2 separate regions of the Sus scrofa genome follow, and region 1 is linked to region 2. The links are chromatin contacts, called in public HiChIP or PLAC-seq maps. All regions are on one chromosome and are shown on one strand. The core of a region is the stretch at or near the end of the contact, and the rest is flanking DNA. Distances in the headings are between cores, read along the strand shown. Region 1 overlaps LOC102160410 (atherin-like). Region 2 has its middle 260 kb from the start of NR2F2.

Region 1 (5,263 bases), core at 1,557-4,056, 240 kb before region 2:
ATCCTATTATGTGAGGGAAAAATTCCCCACAGATGATCCTCAGAACATTTATTTATCAAAATTTCAAGGAACATCTTAGAACCAATGACCTCCTTTAAATATAGAATTTTTAAAATACATGAAACAAGGGCACAAAGACGCCCAGCTCTTAAAAACCACTAGTCTGTCTATTTTGAGTCACACAGTGTCATTGGTATTTTAATATAAATTATAGAATATATAGTATAGCATATATAGTGTAGAAAATATTATACATTATATATGTCTAGTCATACTAATACGAGAATTGCTGTTTTTGCCATACTATCCAATGTAATTCTTTGGGAGGTCATTCTTGGCTTTTCAGACAACCCCAAATCATACATTATAAGTGATCAGGTGTCACTGACCTCCTCAAGCCCAGTCTTCCAGTAAACTCCAGGATTTCGTCTGTACTCTGAGCCCTCACCAAAACGCAGACAGGGAAGTCTATTCATCATCATCGAAAGTGCCTAGTTTGGCGAGCAGAACCTGGGTGTGAATCCTTGCTTTGTGTCACACAAATTGTGTGTCTTGGACTTGTTGCTCACCATCTCTAAGCCTCAGTTTTCTCATCTACATCCTAAAGTTAATAGTTTCTTCTTCCTTGTGATGCTGTGCAGACAACACTAAAAAAGATGTGGGACATACATAGCACAACGTAAGAGCTCCACTGAATGAATGAATGAGTCTAAGTGTCACACTGGGTGGTACATAGTAGGCACTCAAGAAAAGCTTCCTCTCCTTTTTTTCCCCTCTCTTCTTCCCCACCACAGCCTAATAAGTTACTGCTCATGCAAACCTATGTCTATTACAAAAAATACTGCCTTTAAAGAAAATAACTTAAATATTATTCCATTCCATAAATGGCCACACATTTAACAGAGCACATTTAAAGCTGTCTTTATCCTTTCATCATTGTCACAGAACAGGTAAGGATGATCTATTCAGAAGGAAAATAAAAAACTAGGGAGTAGGAAAGGAGCTCAACTAGACATTTAGTCAGGTCTGATGAAGAGCCATTTCCAGTGGAGATTTGAGCTGAGTTCAAGATCTCTGTCTCTCTGACTGTTAATGTACAGTGCTGAGGGGTGACCATATCAAGAAGCCAACTGCATGATGCATCTAAAGTTCACATAGATTGTCATTCTTGGAGTTCCCGTCGTGGCGCAGTGGTTAACGAATCCGACTAAGAACCATGAGGTTGTGGGTTCTATCCCTGCCCTGCTCAGTGGGTTAAGGATCCAGCGTTGCCGTGAGCTGTGGTGTAGGTTGCAGATGCGGCTCGGATCCCGCGTTGCTGTGGCTCTGGCGTAGGCCGGTGGCTACAGCTCCGATTGGACCCCTAGCCTGGGAACCTCCATATGCGCGGGAGCGGCCCAAGAAATAGCAAAAAGACAAAAAAAAAAAAAAAAAAAAGAAGATTGTCATTCTTAGTTTGTGAAAAACTGAAGGTCAGGTGCAATTCTGGTAATGCAGTAAAACTAGTATGTTTCATGGTAAGAAGTTTAGGTATAGAAAACGATCTCTCCCCTCTCTGATAAATTCAGCTTCCTTGTCATGTTTTGTTTGTTTCCACTTTTTCAACACGAGGACCCTGGTTCAGAGGAGAATTAGTCATGTTAATCATATTAAAAAATTACATCACTCGAAAAGACTTCTACTCATTCTACAAAAGGTGGTCTAGGTCACATTTTAAAAAGAATGCATTCTTGAACAGGAAAAAAATGCAGTAGGTAAATTTGAAATGTATGAGTAATTCAGCAGAGAATCATACATTCCCTTTTACATATATTCTGATATAAAAATGTTGCTTTATCATTGCTAAGTAACTCTCAGTGGCACATGTAATTCCCTGAAAGCTCTGACAGGAGATGCAATATTGTGTTTATTAGAAGAAAGTAACAACTGAAGTTGAATAAATTTGGAAAGAGCACATGAAGATTTGGATGTATGTAGGAAGTGACTTTTTTCAGTTCCCAAAGTAATCTTCTCTGGTTTGAAGCTGCAATTAGAATATGTTGCATGTGGGAAAGGAAGAAAGAAAAAAAAAAGAACAGGATTTCTACCAAGTTCCCACGATTTGAAGAGCTTGTGTGTAAAAATTTGGTACTGATGGGGACAATGCACCACTTCTATTTGTATGACAAAATCAGCAAAAACACAAGATTTCCTCTAAATATAAGTTGAGGTAGTAAGTCAAGTATTAAACGGAAGCTAAAATGGATAGACACACACCCAAATAGACATGATTCTTTTTGTCTTATCAAAGATAATAGAAAAATAATATTTTTAATAAGTCTAAGCTGCCTTCTGCCTTCCAACTCTCTCCCTTTTATGTAGAGAGCTGATCGTAGCAGCCCCTTACATCTGGCTAATTTTGTGGTCAGTGAATCTTGTTTGACAGAAATTCTTTTTCCAAAAATAAGGTACTTTCTCTGCTCATCCACATTTTCCTCGACTTGACTTCTCCCTCCCGTCTCCCAGGCACGTCAGATTAGAGTATCGCATCAGCCTGCGTCGAATCGATTTAGGACACGAAGCATTTCCTCAAAAATTAAATTCCCCGTGAAAACGTACCAGGAGCAACAACAACCCCAGAAAAGCGATATGGGAAAAGTGCCAGAACTCGAGCTAAAATGAAGGCTGAATCCTTGATGTCAGGGAGAAGGGGAAAAGGGTCAGACAGAGAAGTGAAAGGAAAAGGAGGGCAGGAGGAGACACGCGAAGGAGAGAAGGGACCCAAATTAGAACAAGAGGCTATGTTTATTAATAACCTTGCTGACCCACGGGCCCCTGACACAAAATACATTAAGTATTGTTGGGACTCTCTGCTCTGTCACTCACAGGGAGGAGCACATAAAATGGTGTTGGAAGCTGCAAACTTTTCCAGAACAGACAAAAAAGAACCAAAAAAGAAAAGCTAGAATAAGGTGAAGACATAGACTCACACAGGGTTGAGAAGCTCCCTTTATTCTTCCGAAGTATCCTCTCGCAGGCAGCCTACCTCACACTTCCATGCTTCCGGCCAACTAGGATTTAAAACACACAGGAGATGATGTTTTTCTTGACTGTAAAAATACATACCTGTCTATCCCAGAACGTTTCGAAATTATAGAAAAGCACCAAGAAGTCAAAAAAATTGCCAGTAGCCCTATCGCTTAAGTAGAATCATTGTCAACCCGTTGACATATATTTTGTCATCTTTTCCCTCTCTTTTTTCACATGCGTGTATTTGTTCACTGGAAAAGTAAGACTGAGGTCCTGCGGTAATCCACTATTTTGGAATCTGGTTTTCCTATCTGACAAGTCATAATAAATATTTGCTCGTGTTGTCAAAACTATTTGTAAAACATGAGTTTTGTGTTGGCATCATATTTCCTTATTCATTCGTATCATAATTCATTTGACCTCTAGAGAGATATTCATGTTGTTTGTAACTTTTCGCCCTTTTAAATTGTTTGTGTGCATCTCTGTTCCCTCTGGAAATTACTCCGAGTGGAATTCCTGGGTCAAAGGCTTTTTGGGGGGGCGGCTACAGTTTGCAGAGTTGCCCTCAAAGTATTCACGTCAGTTTAGAGCCCACTTGCAGTGAACGAGAATACAGAATTCACAAACCGTCATTAATTCTTCCTCAAAGAAACTAGAACCTACTGTGATTTGTATTTCCTTGATTATTTGTGATAGCTTGTTTTGTGTGTATGTTATTTGCCTTTTACTTTAATTTCTACCTATTTAAACTTGTAAAAGTTCTATTAAGACTTTTTTTTTTTTTTTTTTTTTTTGCCTTTTTTTTTTAGGGCTGCACCCATGGCTTATGGAAGTTCCCAGGCTAGGGGTCAAATCAGAGGTACAGCTGCCGGCCTGCACCGCAGCACAGCAATTCGGGATCCAAGCCACGTCTGCAACCTATGCCACAGCTCATGCAACACCAGATCCTTAACCCACTGAGTGAGGCCAGGAATCGAACCCGAGTTCTCACGGATACTAGTCGAGTTTGTTTCCACTGAGTCACAATGGGAACTCCCTCTTTTAATTGTGTTCATTCTTTACATATTAAATTGAAAAAGTTCTTTGCATAGTAAGTTTATTAACTTTGCATAGTAAGTTTATTTCACTATTGTGGATTGCAAACATCTCTCTATTTTATCATTTGATTTTTAACTGTTAAAGGATTTTTAATGTATATGTTTATGAATTTAAGTAAATGCATATTTTCATTTATCCTTTCTTCCTCTGCTTTTATGTTTAGAAAGGCCTTGCACATCCCAGGGGCAGGTAAATATTAATCTGTATTTTCTACTTGTGCTTTTGTGGCTCAGTTTTATTTTAAAAAAACATTTAAATTTCTCATATATTTGGTCTGTGTGGTAAGAATCTATTTACTAGAGCCTCTTTTCCTCACTAATCTAAATATTGTATGTTATGGGAACTACTGCTGTATTTTAAATTTTTTATTTGTTGTCTTTCTGTCCCCATCACTCTTTTTGCCACAATCCTCCTTTTTTATTATCACAATTTAAGGATATGCTTTCATAGCCAGTAATGCAAGTCTTTTTTCTCATTACAATTATTTTTCTGGGTTATGCCTCCCTATTTGTTACCGCATAAGAACTCAAGTTCAAAATGTAAGGGAAGGAGTTCCGTCGTGGCACAGTGGAAATGAATCTGACTAGAAACCATGAGGCTGTGGGTTCCATCCCTGGTCTCCCTCAGTGGGTTAAGGATCTGGTGTTGCCGTGAGCTGTGCTGTAGGTCACAGACACAGCTCGGATCCTGTGTTGCTGTGGCTGTGGTGTAGGCTGGCAGCTGTAGCTCTGATTCGACCCTGGCCTGGGAACTTCCATATCTGGTGGGTGCAGCCCTATGAAAGCAAAAAATAAAATAAAATAAAAAAAACAAAATGTAAGAGAAGACAATTGATAGGTTAGTGTGTGAGGATCTGGGCTTTAATATTGAGTTTTCTCATTTAGAAGTAAAGCCTGCCTTCTCTTTCATCTTTTCACATGAACTTCTGCTACAGTCCTAGTTTCTTCATGTAGTTTCTCAGTGTGCGTACTCTCAAATTTATTCACTGCTACTGTGAATACAATTTCTCTGTTAAATCTTAAAATTGCTGAGAAAAGTTATCTACTTATGCGTTTTATTTGGTATTTTCCTACTTTACTGCTTTCCTATTCAAATAGTTTGCCAATTGATTCTTTTACGCCATCTAAGTAAATGTTATCATCTGCAGTAATGATCA
Region 2 (5,347 bases), core at 198-2,697:
GGAAATGGCATAAAAAGATTATTAAGCTAACTTTAAATTCTGTAGGAAAAAAAAAACAATTTTATCATACCTTGCTATAAAGACAAAACTGAGGAGTCAGTATAGTTTGAAAATATAAGTGATGAACCTCATGTTATTGGAGGCCACTGTATTGCAGGATAGTACTTATCTTTAAAAATACTGTAAAGAATTTTCCTGAAGAGACCACATAGACAAAAACATTTACATCTTTCTTCCAAATATCTCAAAACACTTTACCTGCCTTGTATTTATGTTTTTGTCTCAAAATTTCTGGAGTTGGATATGGGACATCCTATGGGTGACAAAATCGAAATGAATGGACGTAAGATCATTTGTTTCACATAATCTTCATTTTTTTTAAAAGCAGAAATGAATTTTTTCTCTGTGTTTGCTTTATTGGAGGTATGTGTGCTTGACTGGTTAGAGCATGAAAGAGATTATGAGATCCCAGGTCTGTTGATCTTTAAATGGATTGTATTCATGAAATAAGCAGGGTAGAGGTGTGTCTTAGAGAAGCCCAAGGATGGACCAGGCTGGGACCTGAGCCAGGTAAGGGCTTTGGCTCCCCCTCAGGGCGAAACACATTCCATGGCTGCTGTTTGCATCAGGACAGAAAGAGGAAATTTTGAAAATATATACATTTAAATAAAGATACATGTGTATCTCTTTAAATTCCCTCTACTTAACCTGATGTGTATATGTTATAAAATATATTATATAGCTATATTATAAAATATGTATAATATTGTATAATATTACACTGTCTGAAAAGAATGATGGGTTGGGAGCTGGGTTTCAGCCTCCATTCTGCGGTAGAACTTCTGAGTGACTTTAGGCAAACCCCTTAGCCTCCCCAGCACCTGCTTTCTCAGCTGCAAGATCAGAATGTTAGCTTGGATGCCCGCAAGGTCCTCTGCAACGTTACAATCTTATGGAGACTGTTCCAAGAATTAAAAGTGATTTTTTTTTAATGTGATTAACTCCTAATGCTGAATCAGCCCTTAAAGAACAGTAAATCGGCAACCTTGTCCCTGACTTGTTCGTTTAGGAAGACTTGTATGGGGAGGGGTGGAGGGATAGGGAACATCACTGTTTTTTAAAAAAGAAAGAAAAATGCAGAGTTCTTCAAGACACCTAGCGCTGACCTTCTCACCTGGCCCATCAGCTGCCTTTCCACCTCCCCGCCTCTCCCCTCCTCAGCTTCCACTCCTGGAATAACCATCAGCTCAGCAGAGGGCTGGCCAGGACAGCCGCGGTTTTTAGGTTACGGATTCCAAAAGCAGGAGAGTAAAAACGTCTGCACCCGGAGTTTGCCTCTTCTGAACAGTTTCCCCGATCGTTAAATGAAGGGAAGTTAGGAGGAGCGGGCTCGAGGACTGGACTGTTTAAACAGAGGCCCCTTTATCTGCTTCACCCCCTACCGCAGGGCAGCCTCCGTGAGTTATCAGAGTGTCATTAAACGGGGACAGCTGCTGGTAAACAAGGAGGATGTCGACGACACCAGCGCCTCCGTCAACAGGAATTTCACTTTAATCTGTCCCTTGCTTAAAGAAACACCCCTCTCTTTCTCTTTCTAGCGTGCATCATTTATTTATCTCCGTCAACGCGCAGATAGAAGGCTGGTACTGGCTCCGGAAAGCCCCCTGGGATAGAAAATTAATAAGGTGCTAGGGACATTCACCTTAGGTCAATTCGAGGGGACGCGGAGAGAAATGAGAACTTGCCCAGGAGTTCCCTGCTTAGCTGGAAACCGATCCTACATATTTATAAAGGTGAAACTGGAGGGCTGCCAAACGCCTGCATTTAAGTGATTAACAAATGTTTCTCTTTAAGTGGACACCTCTTGTTCTAAATATATTTGACAAGAATGCAAAGAGTCATCTGGAGGGCGGAAAGGGCACAGCTCTGGCCTTCTCTTGCGAGGCCAGCAGGATCGCAGGCCTGGCCCCGGCCGGCGCGCTCCCCGCCCGGTGCCAGCCGAGTTCACGTCGCCGGCGGGCAGGCTGCCAGCGCCAGCGGCTCCCCGCTGTTTAACGACAATGGATTTACTGCTTCTCTGCATATTGGTGTTATTTTGTATAAACAAGGTTAACACTCCTTTTAAATTAAATGCACCACCTGGTGACTGAATGGGTGACCTTGCCAGCTCTTTTCACCTGGCTGGGAGAAGCCCAGGCTCTCTCTCTGATATCAACCCGGAGCTCTCCTAGGAATCTCAATCCTTCCTTATTTAAATTGGGTTTCTGGAGGCAGCCTGCCGATCCCTTGCGCTAGGAGGCCAGCAACGAACCCAGGTACTAGGTGAGCGGGGCAGGTGCGCCCCATCCCGCCATCTTGCACCTTGCCCGCAGGTCGGATCCAGGCCGGGTTCGGCCCTGCAAGGCTGCCGCAGCACAACTCCGGGGACCGCCCTGGTGGGTCCGGCAGTTGGTATTACAGGAGAGTGACAGGCAGCCTTGCGGGCCCTGCCAAGACTGCCTCCGAAAGAGGGATCTCCAGAGGGGGCAACACCGTGAAAAAGGTTCTTTGTGTTTCACTCTAGCGTGGTATTGATCTAATATAGTGCTCGGCACTCTCCCCACCCTCTAGGAATTTGAACACCTGGAAAAATTTTCCCGGCTTTACATTTGAGGAAATTTAATGGTGTAAACAAACTCAGCAGGAAGCCCCCTTTGATATGAAAAGGCAGAGATCTGTGTTGCGGAGCTGAACTGGCTTGAAACGACTTTGCCTGGGAATGGCCATTCTGCAAACAGTTTAAAGATGGCTTGGAGTGGTTTAGGGAAATTTAGACAGCACTGTTTTGGAAGCATCTAGAAATTTCCAACAAAATAAACTTTAGCTACTCCTTTAATTAAAGGCATCTTCTCACCTCCTCCTTGCTATTTGCCACCTGAATTCCAGCAGAATTATTTACTGTTTCATTTTACCTTGAATTCTAGACCTGTTTGTCAGCCATATTGCTGTGCAAATAAGAAGATCCAACCTGGAGAGGTGCTGTGACTCTGTCAGAGTCCCTTGATCCAGAATCCAAGGCTGCAGGCCTGGAAGTCCCATGTGGTCATTGTTGCTATTGTTGTCATGTTGTGAAGGAATTCTGCCCCATCTACCCAGAGTATATTGCATGAGCTATCGATGCTGGAAATTTGTTTATATTCTTAGTAGCACAGAAATAACTGGTCATATAGCTTTTTTCTCTTACTTTTTCCCTGCTGTCTCCCATGGTGGATGGAAATTCCCAGGCCAGGTGTTCAAGGATAGAGTCCAGTGGGAGCTGTGATCTGTGCCACAGCGGCAGCAATGCTGGATCCTTAACCCAGTGCCTGGGCTGGGGATTGAACTGGCACCTCCAGAGAGACAAGCTGGATCATTAGGCCCACCACTCTACAGTGGAAACTCTTGCTCAAATAGCTTCTGCTTAGGGTTTTCTTAGTAGCTCACATTGGAATCATGGAAATGACTCTACAATTAGTGATAGAATTTTAATTGGTAAAACTAACAATTTTATAAAGATTTTATTAAAATTAAGTCTAAATTCAGATTTATTAATACTTTTCAACATTTGAGGTAAAACACGCCATTTTTTTCCCCTTAAAATGTACATTTTGTGTGTGTGTGTGTGTGTGTGTGTGTGTGTGTGTTGGGGGGGAGGGATATAAAACAACTTAACATTCATAAAATCCATTGTTCATAAGTTATAGCTTGTTTTTTAATGTCATTAAATGTTTAGTGTGGACAGATTGGTTTTGGGGAACACAAAAGTGAATAAAGCACCATCAGGAACTTGATTAGTTAAGGACACAGGGAATGGATATATACATAAAGAACCACTGTGGTTGAAGGGAGCACAATGCAAAAGGTACAGAACTCTGGGCATCCAAGGACCTTCACAGAGCAGGTAGTGCTGCATTCTAGGCAATTTCTTTGTGTTGTTGTGAAACAAATTGGAATAGAAAGATATTTACCTTCACTCATATAGTGATTACTATTTGCCAGGCGTTCTCTAAACTGCTTGGCGTAAATCCCCATAGCACCCTTATAAAGCAGGAACGATTATCGATTCCCCTTCATATGTAAAAAACTGAAGTGTAGAGAAATTAAGTAATTTGGTCACAAGGAAGGAATTCAAACTCAAGCAATCAGGCTTTAGTGGGTTGTGTTCTGCTGCCCCTCTTTGATTCCATGGGCTTTGGATTGACCTTGCTATATATTACTTTCTTCCTTTCAAAACAGTTTATCTTCTAGGAACTAGCTATCCCACAGGGGATAAACTTTGAAAAATTATTCATTGCCAAGCATTATTATGGGCTTTATATACAATCATCTCATTACCTTTCCCCTAAAACCCTGTGAAATAGATATTTCCTCACTTTACAGATAAAGGACCATTCTTCATCATCATGGTCAGAAACATCATCAACTTTATCTTCCTTATATGAAATAAACTTATTGAAACTAAATCCAGTGAGTATTGGAGGTATAAGATTTTCTAGGACAGCAAAAACTTCAAATATTCTTTTCTACCATAAGGCCAAATTCCCAAGTTTCGGGTGTAAAGACATAAGGCACAGAAACTGTCATAGTAAACACACAGCAAACAGGATAGGCCCATAGAGAAATGAACATCTTTACAAAACAAGGGGATTTTGCAAAGAAATTAGAGCAAAAGTTGTAAGGGGGAATAAAGACAGAGAACTGGGCTCTCAGGAATACAAGAGGTGACTTTTAGTTAGTCCTAAAGTGGCACTTCCTTAGGGAAAATCAGTTTCTGTTAACTTCTGGAAGCTGCTTTCAGAATAGGAAGCAAATTATTTCACAATAAAAGATTTTTTTTCTTGGACTATTCATGACTCTGACCCCCATCCTCCTCTTTGTCTCGCTGCAGCAAGTACCTCCCTCTCACCCACTCTTTTGTTCGGAAAGATCCAACCACTTCTCTGAGTCTCAAACCAGAGCTCAAATTGGAACCATGGAATATTTGCTAACCTAAACCAGGTTAGGAAATGAAGAGGTGTTGGCTGGTCAGTGTTTGGTTTTATTACAGTGATTTTAAGACATATCTACCAGTTTTTATAAAACTATAATTATATAAATTAATATTATATAAAATAATATTACATACTAATAAAGAAAACTAGGAAGAAAACAAAAACTTATTGAAAAGTCCATTATTGCAAATATTTTGGCATTATTTCTTCCAGTCTTTTTAACTAAGGCATGTGAAGAAAAAAATGCATGATTAGGATCACTGGTATGCAGTTTGGTATGTTACTTTTTCACTTCCTACACATTTTTCCACTTTTAAATATTCTTTACATTTTTTATT

What was found. HiChIP or PLAC-seq counts read pairs in DNA pulled down with a chosen protein or histone mark.
Region 1: an H3K27ac HiChIP or PLAC-seq map of skeletal muscle shows a contact between it and region 2, with 4 times the contacts expected there. The contact joins two enhancer-like sites. A contact is called at or near these places in 1 of 47 Hi-C or Micro-C datasets (embryonic fibroblasts) and 1 of 2 datasets of contacts at active chromatin or transcription factors (skeletal muscle).

What each region holds. Positions count from the first base shown.
Region 1 is chr7:83,114,250-83,119,512 of Sscrofa11.1, forward strand. All of the region lies in intron 1 of LOC102160410 (atherin-like), which reads left to right. Among named protein-coding and RNA genes, the nearest start is that of NR2F2, 27 kb to the left of the region's middle. Within about 2 kb of position 2,807, at least 1 of the 83 cell types and tissues checked has an H3K27ac peak or open chromatin away from gene starts, as enhancers often do. A contact at or near this core is called in skeletal muscle, where this site is marked.
Region 2 is chr7:83,352,139-83,357,485 of Sscrofa11.1, forward strand. No RefSeq gene overlaps it. Among named protein-coding and RNA genes, the nearest start is that of NR2F2, 260 kb to the left of the region's middle. Within about 2 kb of position 1,448, at least 29 of the 83 cell types and tissues checked have an H3K27ac peak or open chromatin away from gene starts, as enhancers often do. A contact at or near this core is called in skeletal muscle, where this site is marked.